2 separate regions of the Mus musculus genome follow, and region 2 is linked to region 1. A link is a contact called in public HiChIP or PLAC-seq data. All regions are on one chromosome and are shown on one strand. Each heading gives the region's core, a stretch centred on a gene start, on an enhancer-like site or on the middle of the called end of the contact. The rest is flanking DNA. Distances are from core to core; before and after follow the strand shown. Region 1 holds the start of Hmgb1 (high mobility group box 1). Region 2 has its middle 23 kb from the start of Gm38752.

Region 1 (6,604 bases), core at 2,007-4,506:
ACATCTCTCCTAGTTTCTTTGCAACATCACCAATGGATAAGCCAGGATGCTCGCCTTTGATTTTGGGGCGGTACTCAGAACAGAACAAGAAGAAGGCCGAACTAAAACCAGAAATGTACTTTTAGGATTTTAACAAACTAAACACTCAACTCTGTACTGCTCTGCAGTGTTTAAGTAATTCATACCATAGTATGGGTAGGGTGTAAACATTCAGACATATATACAGATGCAAAACATTCTAAATTAGTTTTGAGCAATTTCTAAAGATACAAAAAGAACCAAAAATCGTAGTGATATACTGTGCAAAGGAGTGAGTTTCTCAGTTCAAATGCCTTCACTAATAATACCACCTATCTTAAGTTACATTGACCCCTCAAATACACGACCCAAGCCATTCTCAGCTAAGAAACCAAACACTAGGCACTCGACGTGGCTCAATCAATTCCTACCTACTCTAAACAACTCAAAATAAAAGCTCATAAGCTCATACTCACGGAGGCCTCTTGGGTGCATTGGGGTCCTTGAACTTCTTTTTGGTCTCCCCTTTGGGGGGGATGTAGGTTTTCATTTCTCTTTCATAACGAGCCTTGTCAGCCTTTGCCATATCTTCAAATTTCCCCTTTTCTTTAGCAGACATGGTCTAGAAAGAATTATTTGTAAACTTGACATAGAGATGTTCAATATGCCAGCCTAAAGCACTTTAATAGTCATATAGTAAGGAGAACACCCAGCCCGTTCATCCTAATTTACAACTCAGAGGCACTCAGCATCTCTAAAGCCCTCTTACCTTCCACCTCTCTGAGCACTTCTTGGAGAACTCTGAGAAGTTGACAGAAGCATCCGGGTGCTTCTTCTTGTGCTCCTCCCGGCAAGTTTGCACAAAGAATGCATATGAGGACATTTTGCCTCTCGGCTTTTTAGGATCTCCTTTGCCCATGTTTAGTTGATTTTCTAAAATAAAGCATTAGACGTTAGTAACGAAAACTGTGAAACAGACAAGCTTCAAACTGCTCAGGGTGGCATGACAAACCAAAGTTTGTGTTATTTAACACAATGATGACGACAATCTCCCATAAAAGCTAGGCAGAACACTGCAAACCATAGCCAATTCCTAGAAGCGGTTAAGCCACAGAGATGAGGGCATAGGACACAGGGAAGAGGGGGGAAAAAAAACGGTCTTCAAAGTGTGATCTCAAGAGTAGGCACAGGTACACTCAAGCATTCGCTGTCAGTGTCTGTTCTGTATGCCTAACTGCTCGTTGAAACCATGTCTAAATCTTTTTTTCAAATTGTTTAAACCAACAAAACAAACATTAAAAAAAAAAAAAAAGATAGAAAAATCCACCCTGTCCATTAGTGAATTTTGCAGGGTACAAGGAATGATCCAGTAGACCTTAAGAGAATTACAGGCCTAGGAGAGCAGGGGGAGGGGACGAAAAGCAAAAACAATAAGTGCCCCTCGTGCACCTAAAGTTTACCCAGCTCTTAGAGCACGCCGTGTTCGCATCAAACTTTGCTCGGGCGGGCGGGCGGAGGCGGCGCTGGGCCGGGGCCCGGAGAGGCCGCAGTTTCCTATCGCTTTGGCCCCGAGATGCGTTTCTGCTCTGACTAAACACGTCCGGTCTGAAGTTTCTCCGAGTAAACAAGGATGAGGGACAAAAGCCACTCCTGCCGCCGCCTCCTCCGCCACCACGGGGGTGTCGGGCACGCTCTCTTCTTTTTTTTTTTTTTTGTCTTTTTTTTTGTTTGTTTGTCTCCCAAACCGGGCCCGTGAAAAGTTGGGGTGCCCTGGCGCGCGCGCGGGCAGGATTGATTCTCCGCCCTCCCAACTTGGCCCGAGGTTGAGGGGGGCTGCGGCTCCGGGCGGGCCCGAGGCCGCCACGTGCGCCCGGAAGGCCGCACGCAGGCTCGCGCCGCCGCCGCCCCCATTTTGTCGGGCCCCGGAGCAAGGAGAGAAGAAGCCCCGCCGCTCGAAATGGGGGCTGGCTCCGCCCGCGGCCGCCAGGGCCGGGCGCACGGAATGGCCGCTGCGCGTCTTCCCCGCCTGCGCCGCCGCCGCGAGGGCGAGCGCGAGCGAGAATATGGCTCCTTCCCTTTGTGTGTGCGCGCGTGTGAGTGTGTGTGTGTGTGTATGTGTGTGTGAGTGTGCGAGGAGACCGAGGCGCGCGGCGGGCGGGCGGGGCGCTGGCGCACTCGCCATGGCGGCGGGGGAGGGGCGGGGGGCGCGCGGCTCCCCTCCCCCCGCGGCCCCCGCGCCGTCTCCCTCCGCGCGCCCCGCCGCCCCCGCACGGAGAACGCGGGGCCGGGGAGAGAGAGAGACTGAGAGAGAGAGAGAGGAGAGGAAGAGAGGGGAGCGAGAGGAGAGAGGGGGGGAAAAAAAAAAGTTGCCTCAGAACTGCTGCGCCCAGCTTCCCCCGCCCGCCCGCCCGCCTTGTTTTCTCTCCAGCCAGCAGCGCCCGGCCGAGTCAGCCATGTTCCAGCGAGCGCAGCGGCGCCGCTCCCCCCCACACGGCCGCCCCGCTCGCCCGCCGCCTCACCCGGCCCGAGCCGCCCCGCACGGCCGCCCCCGGCCCACCCGCGGCCGCCCTCGCCCGCAGCGGCGCCCCGCCCGCCGCCCCGCGCTCCCCGCCGCGGCCGCCCATACAGCGGGGAAGCGCCGCTGCCCGCCGGCTCGCTCGCTCCGCGCACGCCGCCTGCCCGAAACGCTCGGCCCTGGGGGCCACAAACACGTTTTGGGGAAAAAAAATTTTTTTTAAATAATCCGGAACACGAACACACACACAGGCAGACACAAAACAAAAAAAAAATTTTTTTTTTTTTGCGCCAGTGAAGCGCGGACGGCGCCGCGGGTGTGAAGTGGCGGCCGCCTGAGGCCCCGCGACTCGGCTCGGCTCCGCTCGGCGCGGCACGGCGCGGGGCAGCGTTCGCGGCAGCGGCCGGCGGAGCCTCGCTCCGTGCGCAGTTCCCCCCACGGTCCCCCCTCATTTGCCTTTGTGTGGAGCCTGACCCGCCGGCTCCGGGCCGCGGGGATCCGGCCGCCGCGCAGGCGACCAGGCTACCCGAGGCGCTCTCCCCGCCGCCGCGCCGCCCCGCACTCACCCTCCGCGAGGCACAGAGTCGCCCAGTGCCCGTCCGGCTCGCGCTTGCCCCGGCGCTGTCTCTATGGAGCTCAATGTACTGCAATGGCTGTGAGAGCGGGAGCCAGACGCAGCCTCCTCACTCTCTCCGCTCTGTAACATTACTCTCCAGCCAGCGCGCCTCCTATTGGCTACCGCCAACTCACCAGGCCCGTTCATTGGCCCGTTCCCTCCCATTGTCCTGACCAGAGCCCGCGCGCCATTGGCTGTCTGCGAGGACACGTCACCGAGGATTGAAACAGCGCGCAAATCTGAATGTGTGTGTGTGTGCCGGGCCGAGAGGCTGAGGCGGGAGAGGCAGCGGCAGAGGCAGCAGCTGCTACGGGAAAGCGGAGCTCTATGGTGTCTCTGTGCCTGCGCCTGCCCCGAGCCAGCCCCACGCCCGAGCCGCGGCGCGCGCGGCCAGGGCCCGGCTCCGCCGCAGCCACGGCTGCGTCCCCAGGCCCGGGCGCCTCCCCGCAGGCCCGCCCCCCCTCCCGCTCCACGCTCCCGCCCCGAGCCGTTGGGATGTGCGGCCCGTGCTTGGGGATGCCTCCCCGAGTGGGGTGACTGCTCGGGGGGGCCTGTGGCCCAAACACGGGGGCCTCTGCGGGCTCCGGGACGGCCGTGCTGCTGCAGCCCACCACAAGACACCCCTCCCCGGGACTGCCCGCCTAACGTGCCCACCCTGCCCAGAAGCCTAGTCTGCACCCGCCAGCAGGCGTCCAGTTGCACCCCTTCTTCTGGGTTTGCTCGGGTTTCCCCCAGTACTTCTCGAACTTTTTTTTTTTTTTTCCTTTTGGTGAGACACAAAGCACTGTTTTGAACTTCCCGGACACCAAAGCCTTATACCAGGGAATTAATGCACAGCCACTGGGGTTTGATACTGGCTGTTCTCAGAAAATGTTTGGGGGGGGGCCCAGCTAGAATTAGCAAGTTCTTTAAAGACCTCATTGCCCCACCCCCATACACACACATACACACACACACACACACACACACACACACACAGACGCTGTTTTCTGTGACTCGGTGTGGATTACTGTTAGAATCAAATGAATCTTTGTGATTGCTATCTTGCCTCCGATCACACCACTTAGTGCATACATGTACCTGCTCTAGGGTTACCAGACATTTAGGGCTACTGTTACCTGAGGGATTAGAAGCAGTCGGAGAGTGCTTGGGCCCAAACCCACAGGCCATGCTTTTTCCTGCTCTTCAAGTTGGCTGATCATTCTTAGGTATGCAGAGAAAAATAGCCAGGCTGGCTCTAAAGGCCACAGGCTTCCATCAATCTTTGATGAATCTAACAGCTCTTTCTTTCTGGTGAGCACAGCACCTCTCTTCACTTCAAAACAAATGTCCCCCATTTTTTTTTTTTAAAATCCTGGCTCCTATACACTTCTCAACTAAGAAACAAAGAATTCCTCCAAAATGCACTTGATCCAAGTCAAAACATCCAAGTCATAGATTCTGGGTTTCATTTCTATACCACTTCTGAGGCCCTATTATGTAATGGATTTGCTCGAATTTATTATCCTTACTGGAATAGGTTTAGATTATCTTTTCTGGCCAGTGGCTTTAATGTCCATTGCCATTTTTTTTAACAATATATCCTTGGTCTCGTGAATATCATTGGCATGAGTGGACAGTACACTAAACACACATGCACACACACACGCACACACACAGTAGTTGTTGGGTGGGATGGTGTACTGGCTGGTTTTGTGTGTCAACTTGACACAAGTTAGAGTCATTAGAGAGGAAGGAGCCTCAGTTGAGGAAAGGCCTCCATGAGATCCAGCTCTAAGTGCTTGTCAGTTAGTGATCAATGGGGGACAGCTCAGCCCATTGTGGGTGATCCCTGGGCTGGTTCTAAAAGAACGCAGGCTGAGGAAGCCAGGGGAAGCAAGCCGGTAACTCCATAGCCTCTGCCTCAGCTCCCGCCTCCTGGTTCCAGCGCTGCTTGAGTTCCTGTGCTGACTTCCTTCAGTGATGGGCTATGATCTGGAAATGTAAACCAAATTAAGCCCTTTCCTCCCCAGCTTGCTTTCTGGCCATGGTGCTTTTATCACAGAAATAGAAACCCTAACTCTTTAGTCCCCACATTCAGAAGGCAGAGGCAGGAGGATCTCTGTGAGTTCTAGACCAGCCTAGTCTACACACTAAATTCCAGGCCTATCCAGAGCTACATAATGAGACATCCCCTCTCAAAACCAAGACCTACTCTATTATTAAGAACTATATAAACATGCCTTGCCCTCTTTCAATATTTTAAAATATATGTTGGCTTTTAAATTGTTATTTTTACGTATACTTACTGTCTTGCCACACTTGTACTTTAGATGCAAGTGTACAATTTTAGCTCTGTTGTATATTCTTAGATATTTATAAAATTCTCAATAGCTGGGTGGAGAGATGGTTCTGTGGTTCAAAGCACCGGCTGCTCTTGCAGAAGACCTGGGTTCAATCCCCAGCAACCACATGGCAGCTTGCATGCATATATATATGTGTGCATAGACATAAAATGTACATACAAGTATATCTTAAGTCAAAATAATTAAGCTGTTTTCAATAGCATCCTCACTACTAAGTGTGGCTTCCATTTGAATGTGGCACTGTCCATACTTTCCAGCCCTGGCCCTGGTCCAGCTGCCCACTCTGCTAGTGTTCTAGACTAGGGTTACTTATGGCCCACAAAGAAGCAAGAGAGAAATGGCCCCACACAAGGTTTGCATTGAGCAGGGCAGGAAGTAATGGGCACTGGGGTTAAATAGCCATAGGTTGAAATCTATCAGAACTCAGAAATCTGCCTGCCTCAGCCTCCTGAGTGCTGGGATTAAAGGCGTGTGCCACCACGCCCGGCAAGGTGCTAGATCTTAACTTTTGTTTTGTTTTGTTTTTGACTTTTGTTTGCTTGTTTGTTTGGATTTTTCTGGAGATAGGGTTTCACTGTGTAGTCCTGGCTATCCTGGAACTCGCATCGGGTTTCTCATCCTCAAAACTCACAGCCAAGGCTTATCGGGAGGATTACAGTTTATTTTTCAAATACAGGGTCTTCCTATGTAGCACAAGCTGGCTTTTAACATGCTGTCTTCTTATAGTGTGATGTGTGCTCCTGTTTGTTGTTGTTTTTTTTTGCTTTTCTGAGACGTGTGTGTGTGTGTGTGTGTGTGTGTGTGTGTGTGTGTAGCTTTGGTTGTTCTGGAACTTGCTCTGTAGACCAGGCTGGCCTCAAACTCAGAGAGATCTGCCTGCCTCGGCCTCCCAAGTGCTGGGATTAAAGGCGTGTGGCACCATCACCTGGCCGGTTTTTAAATTTTAATCTTATTTAATACAATTTGTGTGTGTGGTCCTGGGGCCTTTTACCTCCAGCCCTAATTTGCATATTCCCACCCTTTTGGGACAGGGTCTTTTCTTCCCTGTAGCCCAGGTTGTCCTCTAACTCCTGAGCCTCCTGAATGCAAGGTGCTAGATCTTTTTTTTTT
Region 2 (7,621 bases), core at 514-3,013, 60 kb after region 1:
ACACACATGGCATAAACGTGCGACACACACGCACAGCAGTGGCAGTCTTCCTTCTAGTGTTTTATTCCAGCAATTAGCATGTAGTTTCTGAGTTTGGACAATAGGGTCTCCGATGGTCGTGAACCCGGAAGTGAGGGCACCTGTGGCCCTGGCCAACGGGTTGTAAGACATCTTTTGATTACAAGCTGTGCTCTGAATTGTAATTCTTCCATTTAAAGTGCAAAACTTCAGTATTCAGAACACCCAGAGTCATCAGTCTGAGCACTCCATCACCCTGAATCCTGTGTGCAGTTGGTACCCATTCCCTCCCTCCCGGCCCCTGGCAACCATTGATCTACTTCCCATCTCTGATTATGTCTATTCTGGATATTTCTGGTAAATGGAACTCCAGCATGTGGTCTTTTATGATTGCTTGCTTGCTTGCTTGCTTCCTTCCTTCCTTCCTTCCTTTCCCGAACATGTTTTCAAGGCTCATGATTGCTGGTGAATATATGAACATTTATATAATATTCTTACTTAAAATTATTTTTACATTTATTTTTATTGTATGTGTCTGGGTGTTTTGCCTGCATGTATGTATGTATGCCGCATGCATACAGCGCCTGCGGGGGCCAGATAGAGGAAATCAGATTCCCCGGAAGTGGAGTTACAGGCTGTTATGAGTGAGTGACTGTTATGGGAAGCAAACCCAGGTCCTCTACAGAGCAACCAGAGCTCTTAATCTCGGAGCCATCTCTCCAGCCCCTGTATCCTCTTGTCTAATACTCTTTGACTATGCAGACAACTATGTTGTATTTAGCCGCTCATTGCAGGGAGTAGGTGAAGTCCCAAGAGAATATGTATTGTTTGGCACAGCCACGCCATGTCAAGGACCCCACAGCCCCAGAGCCTTGAGAGTAGCAATCTTCCCTAGATGAGTCTCAGAGGGAGGGGTGGAAATACCTCTTCTTCACGTCTGGTGGTGAATGTTGACAGTGTTTCAGAAAATGTCCACTGCAGCCCCACCCCAGCCCTGTTCTGGCTTAAGGTTCACTCTCCTACTGAGACGTAACCTACTGAGATTAGCTAAGGCAGCCTTCTTGTTCAGCTGTGTATAATAACTACACCTGTTTATCTGTATGTAATAACACAGCCTTTGTTCAGCTGACTGCAGTAATCCTGCCTCCCTGGTCAACAGTGTATAACAAACACCCCATGCTTTCAGGGTCCTGCTGCGGGAAGTATTTTTTAAAACAGCAAGTTCCCATGCTTGACCCAGCTACTCTCTGCCCCGGCAGTTTAGCTGGCCTGTTCTTATCTTGTGGAGACTCTCTGACTTAGAGTTTCAAGATCTCTCCACCCAGCTTGCTAGGTTCCCACTGGTGGGTTGCTACCATGCCAGCCCCATGCTTCAAATCCCCCATGGCCTTTGGGGTGCACATCAGGCAAACCCACATTTTGTCACCGTACCTTTCTCTCTTGAGCCCAGACGAGCTGACGCGTGAAGGAAAACGCAACACAAACTTAGTTCAGAAACAACAATAATTCAACCACTGGGCCACAACAACTAAAATCCTAATCTTGTAAGATTTATTTAATCTAAATCCTCTACTGTCGAATCCTGACGGATTTGCCATTGAAACCAGGAGAAACTAGTAGCTACATCTTGTCCTCACACTATCCCAGTCCAAAAAGGACTCTCTCTTTCCTCTTCCTCTCTTCCCCTATCCAACCCAGAAGTCCCTCCTACTCGACCGACCAGCGATTGGCTCCTCTATTTATTAGGGGATGGTTTACAAGAAGTCACCTGAGTTTGTGACTCACTCCTCACCCACTAACCCTCCCAGGAGAGTGGAATTAACATCAAAATACAGACAGCACCAGGCCCATCCGCAACAAGGTACTGTGACTTAGAGCAAGCACAGGCTGCCCCATTCCAGCTTTTCTGTTTGTGTATCTGTCTGTAGGTCTGTGTATATGACTATGCTGAAATGTCACATCAAGCCGCAAAGCAGTGGCAGTGTCTACAGCAGTGTGTGCAGGTTCCAGGGCTTCCTACCTTGCCTGTCGATTGTTATTTTTATCGTTTTGTTAGTGGGCTGAATGGGGGTGGGGTGGGGTGTAAGTGGGTAGTGGCCTTGCTGTATCTCAGGCTGGCTTGAAATTTTCTATGCAGTCTAGGTTGGCCTCAATGTGAGATTCATCTGCCTCAGTCTCACGGTGGTGGGTATACACCTGAGCACTGACATGACTGTTTTCTATCTTTTTAGTCAATTGGATGAGAAGCATTGACTGTTAATTGTTGCATTGGGCTTATTTTTTAAAGTACCGTCCCACACATGCGTGTGCATTTCTGATCCTTTTTTGTTTGCTTGAGGTAGGATTTTTCTGTGTAGCACAGGCTGTCCTTCCTGGAACTCACCCTGTAGACCAGGCTGACCTCAAATTCAGAAATCCACCTGCCTCTGCCTCCAAGCATGGGGATTCACTGGCATGCACCACCACTGCCTGGCTGTATTTCTGATGGTTACATGACCTTTCAATGTTCCTCCAGGAGGCAAACATCAGGAATAATTTGCTGGCTTGTTCACAACAGCTCGTTTAGCCAGCAGAATGTGAATGAGAACGTAATGAGGCTTTAGATTCTGGGAGCACTGGCTCTCTAACTCCTCGCTGTTCTAACCTGGGAGCAGGCAGGTCAAGGGTCACAGTGGATTCAAGGGAAGGTGGGGACACACAACTGAAACGCCGCCGTTCCTGTCTCTTTGACCTTGCTGCTGCCTTCTCAAGACATCGAGACCTCATGGGACATACTGGTCTGTAGCAGTCTAGCAAGATGCTAAAACCCCAGCATCTGATTATAGCTAGGCAGGGGCTGAGGTGAGAAAAGGGGAGGAGGAAGGAGAAACAGGGTGACAGAGAGGAAGGGAAAGAGGAGGAGAAGAAGAGCCTACACCTTGGGAAGGAAGTTCATGTCTGCAGTTCACCTTTACAGTCTGCAGGAAAAGCTGCACCCTGGTGTTCAGGGTTAGGTCCCTGGAACACCAGTTCCTCGGATCCTAACACCAAGACTTCCTAGCTCCGACTCTCCCAGTTGGTATGGTAGAAGTCAGCCTTGTTTTGTAAAACAGACTCATTCGTTACTCTTCGTGCTTATGAACTAAGGGAACTGAAGAATTCTTGCTCGTGAGAGCATTTTCTATTCATGAACTATCCCCTTTCTGTGCAAGAAAAAAAATCAATATTTTATGAAATAATCTCACTGGAGATTAAGCGTTACAGCAATGCTCTAGTCAGAGAGTCTTCATGTTGCCTGGTAGCAGCCGAGCAAAGCCCGATGCTTCTATATGATGAAGCCCCCCTCCCCCGTCGCTGGAAAGGCAGCCCTGAATGGCTACACCACAAAAGCTTGCTGGTGTTACAGAGTGAAACAGATCAGCAGTTTAACCTCTTTTTATTCCTATCATACAATACCCAAGGCTGGGTAACTGTAAACAGAAGAGGTTCATTTTAGCTTTGGGGGTTCAATGGTTCACATGTAGAGAGATGCTCTCTTGCTGTCAGAGTCCAGAACGGCTTAGGGTATCATCACATGGCAACGGGCAGTATGTGAGTTTGTGTGGTGTGTGTGTGTGTGGTGTGTGTGTGTGTGGTATATGTGTGGTGTGTGTGTGTGTGTGTGTGTGTGTGTGTGTGGAGTGTGTATGTGTGTGGTGTGGTGTGTGTGCATGTGTCTGACTACTCCTTCTCCCTCATCTTCTGAAGCCACAGGGATTTATTCAAGGGACCTCTACTCTTGACAACTTTATTAGTCCTAATCCTTCCCATAGGCCGTGCCTCTGAACACTGTCGTTGGGTTGACTTTTTCCGCTGCTTAATACCTCACACTGGGAATTAAGTTTCAGTAAGAGCCTCGGGGGAGCAGATGAAAACCACATTCCAACCGCAGCTATCAGCATGTGGCAAAGCTCTGGAAGTCGGATGTTCACTTCAGGATATTTCCAAAGATGCATTCACACAAGGAGTACAGTGGTGTGGAGGAGACTCTCCACACACCGTGGTGGGGCTGAAAGGCCTCCACGCCAGATCCTTCCGCTCACCCCATCCTTGCCGGATGCAGAGCATCACAGCATCATCGATCTGCATCCAGAGAACTTTAAGTTCTAGATCTTGCTTCCATGTCTTCTGACTATGCTTTATGCAGTTATAATCTATACATGTACTACTTCAGATGTTGTTTTATTACTTAATATTGTCAATACTTTTCGTTTTGATTTATTTTCATAAATGTTGTAGTGGCTGTGTGATATTTTGTCATAATCTGCTAAGTCTTTCCGTGCCTCAGACCTCGTATTATGGTTTTCTGGGGAAACTGAGTCACTGGGACACCCCCCCCCCCACTACAGCATCCTAGGAGTATAGACATCATCGTATTGCTGTATCTATATGCTCACATAATGAACAACGTTTTGGCCAGAAATGGACCAAAGAGGACGGCTGCCACGTAAGACTGTGTGGCAGTGTCTAGTCTTAGCTTCTGTAAGAATACTCTATGATCGTCACACAACAAAATCACCAGGCGATGGGCTTTTCAGAACACAACCCCAGTTGTCACATTATTGGATACTGTGGTGGCTTTCAGGCCTTTCCTCCTTATAACTTCTTCCTAGGACCTCTCGGGAGAGGAAAAACAAAAAACAAACTATGTTGGGCACGTGGACAGTGCCACCAGATGGACATAAGACCTGGTGGAGCCGAGTGTGCTCAAACCCCTGGAATCTCAGAGATCTGAGCCTGCAGGGGTGGGGCTTCCCTCCCCCCCCCCACCCCCGCCTCTACTGCCTGCTCTGGAACCATGACCCCCAACTGAGTTGGCCAGGGGCACTCAGTCACACAGCACACCCAGGACGCCTCTCCATGCTAAGGAGGCATCTCAATAGCCTTAGCCTTCGGCCAATGACCTTCCCTTCCTGGATGTTCTCCGGCCCTTCCCCAAAAGCACGTAATCCCTGGCTCACCACAAATAAAGAGTATGCATTCACATCTGTGCCCAATACAGAAATGTGAACAAGCTAAGATTGTCTCAGAGAGCTGCTTCATCGAAGAGAACCACGGGGAGGGTCTCTTTGCCTAAATGAGCCATGACATTATGGCTCCTGGAAAAGGCCTCTTCTCTTCTCCCGCTCCTCCCCCACTGGATCTCAACAAGACCTGAATCCTGCCAGTGTCCCCGGCTCTGCTTTCCCTACCAGCCGTCTCACACCCTTCTGATGCCTACCCCTGAGCCAGCGTCTTGGTGGTGTCCAGACACTGCTGCTGGAGAGGCAGAACACAGGACCACAAAACAAAACAAAACAAAGAACAACAAAACCAAACAAACACTCCAACCAACCAACCAAAACAATAAAAACCTTTATGTTTACTTGTAGTGGGAAATATTAAAAAATGGACTGACAGACAGACCACATGGCTCCAGCTGGGTGATCTCAACTTGGTGGTCTCTCTGGGACGGAGCTCCCAAGTCCGTTGGTGGATCTCTGCCGCTAGCCCCATGCGATGACCATCCACCCCATGGTCAGCCACCACAATACCCATTTACCCGGTAGAAACAAAATTCTAGAAGCTTATAATTAACCAATCAGATTTATGTGTCAATAAATTCTCAATTTACAAGATGCCAATACAATAATTTCAGACCAACTGATAATGATAAAAGCTTTATCCCAAATATTCTAACCTTATGATATCATAACTACCTGTGGCTGGCTAAAGCCATGCTGGTTCACATCCGCCTCCATCCTGGCCTTCCTCCCCTCTCCTCGGACGCTCCCTGTCTCTGTAGCTCTTAGTTCCGCCTCCCTTTTCCCTGTCCAATCACAGGCCTCTTGCTGCCCTAATATTTTTAGTGTGATTGGACAGGGAAAATCCTGTCACATTTACTGAACACCTCCTGGTATCTAAGGGGTTTAGTCAATATTTTTCCAATTGCGCGAGGTAGCAGTTTTTCTTTTATGGTGCTAGGAACTGAGCCTGGAGCCTTGTGCAAGCTAAGCAGGTGCTATACCTATGAGCTACATTACCAGCATGAGGCTGTATTTGTTGTTGTTGCTTTGTTTTGAGACAGGGTTTCTCTGTGTAGTCCTGGCTATCTTAGAAAAACAGTATCTTTTTTAAAAAATGATTTTTAGATCGATTTTTCAGTGTTTGCCTGCACACACACACACACACACACACATATATATATAAAATGCAAATATATATACATATACACACACACATATATATACACATACATATATATACACACACATATATATACATAAACACACATACACACACACACACACACACACACACACACACACACATATATATATATATATATATATATCCACTGTGCACTGCCATGACCTTGGCGGTCAGGAGAGTGTCAGTTCCCCTGGAACCAGTTATGGATGGCTGTGAGCTACCACGTGAGTGCTGAAAACTAAAGTTCAGGCCTTCTATGAGGACAGCCTGTACATCCTGAGCCATCTCTCCCAGCCCGGGATTTTTTAATTCTCATTTTGTAGCAGAGCAATGATGAGAGAGAGACTCATCAGAGAAACGAGGTTTGGGTTCCCTGTAGGTGCGCCATTTAACTCGGGTTCTTCGACTATAAAACAAGAATAATAATAGGCCTGCTTATGGGGCTGCTGGGAAATGGTGTCTACAAAGAGTGGGGCGTCATTTGGCTGGCTCATAGCAAAGCTCGAATGCTGGAGGAGAGCAGGGGCTGCCTTTATTCTCCTAGTCCAGAGACACCAGGAGGCTCCTGACCTCTCTGACCCCAAAGCCCCATTACTCATCACTTCACCATGCCTTCCTGAGTATCTTTCCTTCCCTTGCTGTTTTCCATGACTCTTGGAAAGATCTAGAAGTACCTGGCACTGTTTGGTGTCAGTATCTCAGATCACAATCAGCTGAAGTCTCTGCCACCATTGGCTGTTCATTTCTGGCCTTAGTGTTTGCAACAGGGCCGGCTGCTGTTCTCTTATTGGGACTGGGAACTGGCCTTTTTAATCTGTAGCCTGCGCTGTTATGGTTGGATGCTCGAGGGTCCCCCACCGGGTACAGGGACCAAGGTGGCTGTGGATTGGTTGCCCTCTTTCTCTCCAGGGAACTGGGAGGTAGTGAGCCAAGGGAGGAAGCCAGGCTCTGGAGAGGCAGCTGGGGAGGCCAGGGCTTGGCCTCTGGGGGTCCATTCTGAGTGATTTTGTTTTGTTGTTTTGTTTTGTTTCTTAGAGAGAGGAAAGCACGGTCAGAGATGAGGCCATGGTCAGAACCCTTAGCCTTCTTTCATCTTGCCCTTCAGCTAGAGAGGAAAGAACCCTTCTGTTTCCTCCAGTGGAAGGCTGCTCCCCTCCCCCAGGGTAGCCTTAGGCCAGGGAAGGAGTGCCAGCCTCAGGGGTCCCCTGGCTGCATGCAAAGCATAGGGTGAGGTCAGGCAAGGCTGTTTGTGTACCTAACCTTCCCCAGAGTTAGTGTCACCGTGACTTCAGGCCAGCAGATCTGAACCTCAAATGGAACAGAAGGCTCTGATGATACACTGTGACATAGGAGGGATGGGAAGGGAGCCAGGCAAGTTAACTGTAACTCAGCC

Evidence for each region. HiChIP or PLAC-seq counts read pairs in DNA pulled down with a chosen protein or histone mark.
Region 2: an H3K4me3 HiChIP or PLAC-seq map of embryonic stem cells shows a contact between it and region 1, with 5 times the contacts expected there. The contact joins the enhancer-like site here to the promoter of Hmgb1 in region 1. A contact is called at or near these places in 3 of 39 promoter capture datasets (the C10 cell line, embryonic stem cells and pre-B cells), 1 of 15 datasets of contacts at CTCF or cohesin (pro-B cells), 12 of 484 Hi-C or Micro-C datasets (B cells, the CH12 cell line, the G1E-ER4 cell line and 4 more), 8 of 115 datasets of contacts at active chromatin or transcription factors (the SCID.adh cell line, bone marrow-derived macrophages, double positive thymocytes and 1 more) and 2 of 9 other capture datasets (adipose tissue and pancreatic islet).

What each region holds. Positions count from the first base shown.
Region 1 is chr5:149,049,801-149,056,404 of GRCm38.p6, forward strand. Hmgb1 (high mobility group box 1) reads right to left here and starts at 3,257. Exons shown (of 5, transcript NM_010439.4): 1 at 3,100-3,257; 2 at 788-951; 3 at 495-640; 4 at 1-101. The coding sequence starts at 937.
Region 2 is chr5:149,110,913-149,118,533 of GRCm38.p6, forward strand. No RefSeq gene overlaps it. Among named protein-coding and RNA genes, the nearest start is that of Gm38752, 23 kb to the left of the region's middle. Within about 2 kb of position 1,764, at least 13 of the 459 cell types and tissues checked have an H3K27ac peak or open chromatin away from gene starts, as enhancers often do. A contact at or near this core is called in embryonic stem cells, where this site is marked.